Regions from separate parts of the Hordeum vulgare genome. Here region 1 is linked to region 2. A link is a contact called in public Hi-C data. All regions are on one chromosome and are shown on one strand. Each heading gives the region's core, a stretch centred on a gene start, on an enhancer-like site or on the middle of the called end of the contact. The rest is flanking DNA. Distances are from core to core; before and after follow the strand shown.

Region 1 (3,619 bases), core at 40-2,539, 120 kb before region 2:
ACAAGTGCCAGATGGACAACATTTTTTAAATTTACAGTTAATCGGATTCCCATTTCTTTGAGGAGTTCACATAAATTCATTTGCATTTCCCGTTTTGAAAGTTCAAAAAATCGAATGTTGCTTATTGTTTAGACGATCAAGAGAAAGTTTGATGCGTTATTTAGCTGTTGACATTTTTGCCGACATGAAACCACAAATTGCAAGCTCTTCTGGAGAAATGAAGCAGGAAAACATCAGCACCAACCTCTTGAGGATGCTGTTGGTTGTCGGATCGTCCAGGTCGAAGAGGCCGAGCGCAATGTGGTCCGGGGAGATAAAGTTGCACCCCATATTCCTGGAGAACTCGACGGCTGCGACGAACACGCGCTTGCTGGCCCCAGAGAAGGGCACGTCCGTGGCCAGCCCCGTGGCGGCCTGAGCGGGCCCGCCCTTCCCGACGGCGGCGCGGCACGCCTCGCGGGCTCGCTCGATTCGGACGCCCGACGCGAGGAACCCCGCCGCGGACCGGTCCTCGGCGACGAGGCCCAGCAGCAGGTGGTGCGGCGCGACGACCTCGTCCCCCATCCCGCGGGCCTCCCGCTGCGAGAGCACCACCGCCTTGACTGCCCGCTCGGTGAACCGCTCGAACACCGCCCTGACGACGAGGCCCGCGGCCCCGCGCCGCTGCTGCCCCCGCCGAGGCGGCGGCGGCGCCAGCAGGGTCCCGGAGGAGGCGCGGAGCGGGTGCGCGAGCGCCACCGCCCTACCGCCCGACGCGGCGGCCGCAACCGTCGCCGGGGAGAAGCGGCGGCGGAGGCCGGCGCCCGTGGCGAGGATGGAGGCGGGCGGGGCCGCCGCTGACGAGGAGCAGCAGCACGCCTCCATCGTCGTCGGTTCGGTGTGTGATTGGATGCTTCCTCCTCCACCTCCTGTTGGATTAAACTATGGGCTCGCACCGGCTGTAAGGTGCGGCCTTAAAGTTGCACGAGACGGAATAGAGTAAAGCTGCAGCCAGGCGGTTAGCTGTGCGCCACCGCCGCTCGGGAATCGAGTGATTGCATGGGGAGGAAGTGACCTGCGGGCGGCACGCAAGGAAGGAGGGCGGGGTGGGGAGACCGGCGCGGCGGCGCGGTGGTGGATGGAGATGCGTTGCGGTGCGGCGGAGGAGGAAGGAAGGAAAGGAATCTGCTTGTGTCGGGAGGCGAGGTACGGTGTTCCACCGCGCGGGGGGGTGGTGTTCTTTGGTGGCGCGCGCGTGACGCGGGTTTATCCGATCGGGATGGCCGGTCGGGGGCGGAGGATGGGCGCCGGTGGCCAATGTGTGCGGGTTTCCGCGCGCGGAGGTTTGCGTCGCGCGCCGGTGGCCCAAATGTGCCGCTCCGGGCATCGTGTTCCGCACTGGACACAACACAGTGGCTGGTTCGCAACGTGTTTCATGCGTATGCGAATGCGTGGGGCACTCCCGGGGAAATGCATGCATGGATGGTATTTACCCACATTTGTAGCCACTGGCCAAGGTAACAGTATCTACACCAGACTTTGGTAAATCTGTCCCTATACGCCGTCGGGCGCATCCGCCAACACCATATGCGTCCTTTCATTTGGACTGTTGTGAATGTGTTTGTACCATTTTGCCACATTATGCTTTTATAAAATTTAGAATTAATTAATATATTTTTTGTATGCTTATGATGATTGATTTGGTTGTTACTTGCATGTGATTGATTGTGTTTTAAATCATAAAAAATAATCTTTTCTCAAGAACTCCTTTGTTTGACCCCAAATCTTTGTCCAATAATCATGTCATGTGAGTAGAATTAGAAACTACTTTTATAAAATATATTTTTTATACAAAGGCATTTATTTATTTTAAGCTTTTAAAAACCACTGAGTTCAGATTTGTATTACAAGTCCTCAATTTAGGAGAGATGTTCTACCCCAAAGATTTCATTTGGAACCTATTATCAAAAAGGTTTTCCAAAACCATAAAATAATTATTTTTAAAAGTTATTTTTCTATTTTATTTAAATACCTTTTTCTGAGGCCAAAAATGGTATTTCATAGGAAACAAATATTTTACTACTTCAAAAATATTTGATTTTTTTAGGAAAACTCACTAGACATATATTTTCCATACATAATAGTTTCAACACATGATCACGTTTAAAATATTGGACAAAATACCTCAAAACCCTTTCTGACTATTTCAAGCTTTTGAAATATTTTCATAGGAAATATTTTCAATAAATTTCAGGAAACTTATAGCGAGTCACATATGATATATGTGATGATCCTGCAAAGTTTCATCTCAATCCAAGTTGATTTCGTCCATCTAAATACCCCAAAATATCATCTCTATTCATAACCAAATTTGAGCAACTTTACAATGCCAAGTTTATCTACTTGATCCCAAATTTTACGGAGGAGATCTAGACTCCAAAGAAGGATGCGACACCAAGTTGTGTATTTGTGAGAGTTGATTTGTTCACCTAGGTATACACGAATCTGATTATGTCTATTTTTGGGATTTTTATGTTTACATTGCCAACTTTGCTCAAATGACCTCAAACTTAGTGATCCCAACTTATTTACCCGCAATTACATCCTATTAAGTTTCACCCTTAGGCAAAGGGATCTTGCCCAAAACAACATCAAACACCTTCTGGCATAATTTCAAAATCGCTGCTAGGGCACCCAAAATATTCTCCTTCACTCCAACTTTTTACCATAACTTCTGTGAGGCCCAAGGCATCTCCAGTAGCCACCCCAATGGCAATCTCCATGATTGCATGGGTAAAAACCCACTTGCTGCCCCTCGACAACATCTTTCTTCCTTTCTCTCAGCCTGCCCTATCCTTTGGCCAGCATCCAGGGCATCCAAGGTCCTCTCCTAGTAGTTTACTCCCCCTGCAGCTTTAGGACACAAGTGGACACGCCAAAGCGCGTCAGTGGCGCAATTATGCTGGCCAAAGTCGGGCTCTCGAGCGCGCCATAGAGCATCCGAGAGTTGACCTCGCCCGCGCGGCCACCTCGTACTTCCCAAGCACGCGAGGAGGAGCGTCCCGACGTCCGCAAGACGCCAGGGCAACACCCCCATCCTGCTGCCCCCTCCCGCGTGCGCGCTGCCGCCCGAGCCCCCCAACCGGTGAGCTCACACGCGTGGCGCCACGGGACCCTCTCGTTTGTCCTATCTCCCCGGCGCGTCCCCGCGGTCTCACTGACCTTGCATGCACCTCTGGTTCATGCCGCCACAGCCTCAATGCTCGACCCCGAGCTCCCCCGCGCGCCCAACACCATGTCCCCGTCACACGCCTATAAAGGGGCCTCCCCGAGTCCCTCTCTCCCCTTCGGACGATCTCATCCACCCTTAGTCGAGCCGTAGAGCCACTTTATCCTCCACTCGAGCCCCGTGTGCTCAGAATCGAGTTCGACGCCGTCGCGTCGGGGCTCTGTCGATCTCAGGGTACAGGTCCGCTCCAACTCTCCTTTCTCCCCCTTAGAACCGCATCATGTTCCTCATGCCTCTCCTCCTCTCTCCCACCCTTTTTCTACATGAATCACCGCCGGTGACCACCCTCCCGAAGCGCCTCCGCCATGGACCTCACCGTCGACGACTCCCTGCACCTCACCTCCTCCCACC
Region 2 (3,682 bases), core at 210-2,709:
GGTTCGAAACCCATTTGGCGGCCAGGTGATGAGAGGATTAACTCTTCATAATCTGACGGGCCAGGCCTGTGGCGTCAGTTGTAAAGAAGCATATCAGGATGCGTGGGATAACTGCCGTTTAATGATCTCTATAATCGCTGTCGAGATGTGTTGTGTTGTCACCACAATGCATGGCTACAATACAATGGCTATCTTTAGAGGTAGAGCAGAGACTATGGTAGTAGGAAACAGAGGCACTCGGAGCTGGAGGTTGAAGAAGAGGCACCCAGGCAAAGGCAATGATACGGCTGTGGCAGCAATGACTATAACTGAGAGAGGCAACTTGCCATGCCGGCCCGTACGTACAGGCGGGCCTCGCTAGCTGGCCAGCAGTAATATTCCCTGAAGCAAAAAATCAATCTTGTACTAGCACAGAGTGATCATGTGGTTGGTTGAATCAACTCTGCTTTCTTCTGGTTATACTCTAGTTTAAGTGCAGACAAAAAGGGAAAAAGGGAAGAAGGCCGGCGGCAATGAGTAGAGTAGCTAGCATGGCATGCTGCATCATGATCCATGGAGCATCTATGTATGTTTGGGTGTCAGTGGAAGTCGATCGCGGCCGTCGGGGACGAAGGGAGCCCGCGGGAAGCAAAGCAATTCGACTGGGGCATCAGATATCGGGAATATCGCAAAGAAGGGCGAGAAAAAGATGCGTGATAGTACCAGCAGAAAACGAAATAAAAAAGCCGGGATTTGTTGGCGCTTACCAGCACGGTGATTCCCCGGAAGACGTCGAGCGAGACGAGCCGCTGCGCGGCCGCCGGAGGCGCCTTGGCCGGCGGCGGGGGGAGCCCGCGGCCGGCCTCCAGATCCATCGCGGGGCCCGCGGCGTCCTCGGTCCGGACGAGCTCGTAGACGCCCATCCCGGCCGCCGCCGTCCGCCGGCCGCCGCACGCCCCTGCATTGGCCGCCATGGGTGGGTCACCTCCGCTTTCCCCCCGCGGCGGGAGAGGAACAGGAACAGAGAAAGCAACAAGCGCGTGCGTGTGGGGGGCGATGCGGCACGGAAGGCGCCCGCCCGCTCACCTGATGACGGCACAACCAACTCGCCTTGGTTGTTCCTCCTCCTCCTCGCCGTCCCGCGCGTATCCCTCTGGCTTCCTTGGCGAGGCCTCGGCGGGGAGTAGGAGTAGGAGTCGGATCGTTTTGTTGTTGTTGTTACCTCGGCTGGCGCGAGATCGGTGGTGGTGGAGGGGCGGAGCGCATATATACACGCGGTATACGCCCTGACACCGTTACGTGATAGGAGATCGATCTTTTTGGAGGGGAAGGTCTCTCCCTCTCTGTCTGTGTCTTGCTCCGTTTGGGTGTGGTGGCCGTACAGATCCTCGCCCGACGGCCGTTTCGATGGACGGATGGATCTCCCTGCCGGGCCGAGGATTGATCGGCGCGTGTGCGTCCACATATGGCTTTTCGTTCTGGTTGGAAGTGGTGTGGCCGTTAAAGGACTGGCTCTCTCTCTCAAAGCAAGCAGGGTCCGGAACGGATGGGAGAGATGCTTTCGTATCGGAATGGAGTACAGCGCTGCCAGGGCTGCTGTGGCGTTTGTGGATGAGACGGCGCGGCTTTGCTTTGGGTTTTTATTGTTGATTGGGGAAGGGCTTTGCTTTGGTATGGAGGATCGAAATCAAGCTTTTATTTTGCTGCGAGCTGGATGCCTTTTCTTGTTTTTTTTTTTTTTTTTTTTTTTTTGATTTGAGGATGGAGTTCGTTACTGCTGGTAGTGGTATGATGATAATGATAGTAACGTCCCGCGTCGGAAGAAGGGTTGGATCGGGAAGTTCGGAACGGAAGGCTCGCCAATGCTTTTGGCCTTTTGACGGTTCGTTGTTACCATTGCTTTGAGGCTCGCCCAATGGAGGGCGCGTTTTAACAGTGACGGAGACAAGTCCAAGGCAAGGGGGCCTAGGCCTGGTGCTAGCATGGGTTTTTGTTTTGCTTATTGCTTATTGCTTATAGCCAAACATAGGCCAGACCCACGGCAAGCGCTAGACTGGACCGGCCCAGGTGTTCGGGATGCCACAACCTGTTTGTTTAAAAAATATATAAATATGTTTTATTTCAAATATACATGTTTCAAAAAAAATGACCATTTTAAAATTTAAAATGTGTATAAAGAAAATGTTCACCATGTGTGAAAAAATGTATAACAAATACATAATTGGTATGAATTTTGTTGATCATGTATTTAGACCAAAATCAAGCTTTTTTATTTTGCTGCATGCTGGATGTTTTTTCTTGTTTCTTTTTCGGGGACGAAGTCCGTTAGTGTTGGTAGTGATATGGTAGTAACGTCCCGCATCAAAAGAAGCGTTTGATCTGGAAGCTCGGAACGAAATAATAGGTGGAGAGGTCCCCCTATGCTTTTGGCCTTTTGCGCTTATTGGCACTATTTTCATGCTCGCCCAATGGGGGAGGGGGCATTTATATCTAGCTTATTACTTAGGCTGGCCATAGTGGAAAGTATCATGTAGTAGTATCATGCAAATGATACTATTGTATGATACTACCTTCATAATGCATAGTATCATAAATTAATATCATAGATGACCTTATTTATTAACATGTATGACACATACTAGCATAGCATTTATCATGTTATAATATCTACTTATGTTACTTTAACCCTCTCTTTCCTCTTTAATTGTCTGTCACATCAGCATGTTTGCTAGTTCCAAATATATGATACTACCTAAGTTACTTTCACTATGGCCAGCCTTATAGCGAGGCATACGCCAGCCTCGCGGCGAGAGCCAGACTAGGCCGGTCCATGCACGAGGGATGCCACAATTTTTTTTTTGATTAATTTGTCTTTACCTTTCTATTTATGTTTATATTTTCAGATATTTCAAATCTACATGTTGCAAAAAACACCTTACACAAATTTTAAAAAAATATATTAATCAAGCATTTCAAAATTGTTAAATATGTATAGAAAAAATGTTTCTCATGTATATATGAAAAATGTATAATTTGTATGAAAAAATATGATCATGTATTTAAAAAATGTTAATCAAGCATTTGTATTTTTTAAATTGTGTATAAAAATATGTTCCCATGTATATTAAAAGGTGTATAAAAAATATACAACATGTATAAAAGAATGTTGATCATGTATTTAAACAATGTTAAATGTGTATACAAATCTTGATCATATATTTCAAGATGTTAAACATGTATTAAAAATATTGATCGTGTGTTGAACCTTTTTTTTCCTGACAATAAATATATTTTATACACAATGTACATTATTATATAGTTTAAAAATACTAGCAAAACGGCTCGTGTGTTGCAACGGGAGAAGAAAAATATCATAATCTTCAATACCCATGTCCACATTTTGCTGCATCCCAGAGATACACTATCACTCTCCTTTTCCTGAAATCTTGAACAGTGTTTTGAAAACCATGAATATTTTTAAACTCGTGATCATATTTGATATTGTGATTTTTTTCAAATTTGTGAACATTTTTAAATATTTTTTTCACATTTTCCAAAATAATATCATTTTTAAATTAATGAACCTTTTATACTATTTGCAAGCATTTTTTAAAAATCGTGAAAGAAAATCTTGAATAGGTAAACATTTCTAGAATCAATGAACATTGTTTTGGATATTTGTGAAACAATATTTGAAATTTAC

The links. A called contact is a pair of places that touch in the nucleus more often than the background predicts.
Region 1: a contact with region 2 is called in a Hi-C map of seedling, with 4 times the contacts expected there. The contact joins the promoter of LOC123426621 here to the promoter of LOC123426618 in region 2. A contact is called at or near these places in 2 of 6 Hi-C or Micro-C datasets (leaf and seedling) and 1 of 1 datasets of contacts at active chromatin or transcription factors (embryo).

What each region holds. Positions count from the first base shown.
Region 1 is chr2H:453,700,803-453,704,421 of MorexV3_pseudomolecules_assembly, reverse strand. LOC123426621 (chaperone protein ClpD2, chloroplastic) reads right to left here and starts at 1,289. Exons shown (of 12, transcript XM_045110482.1): 1 at 245-1,289. The coding sequence starts at 864.
Region 2 is chr2H:453,576,949-453,580,630 of MorexV3_pseudomolecules_assembly, reverse strand. LOC123426618 (heparan-alpha-glucosaminide N-acetyltransferase-like) reads right to left here and starts at 1,459. Exons shown (of 13, transcript XM_045110481.1): 1 at 1,066-1,459; 2 at 747-937. The coding sequence starts at 1,444.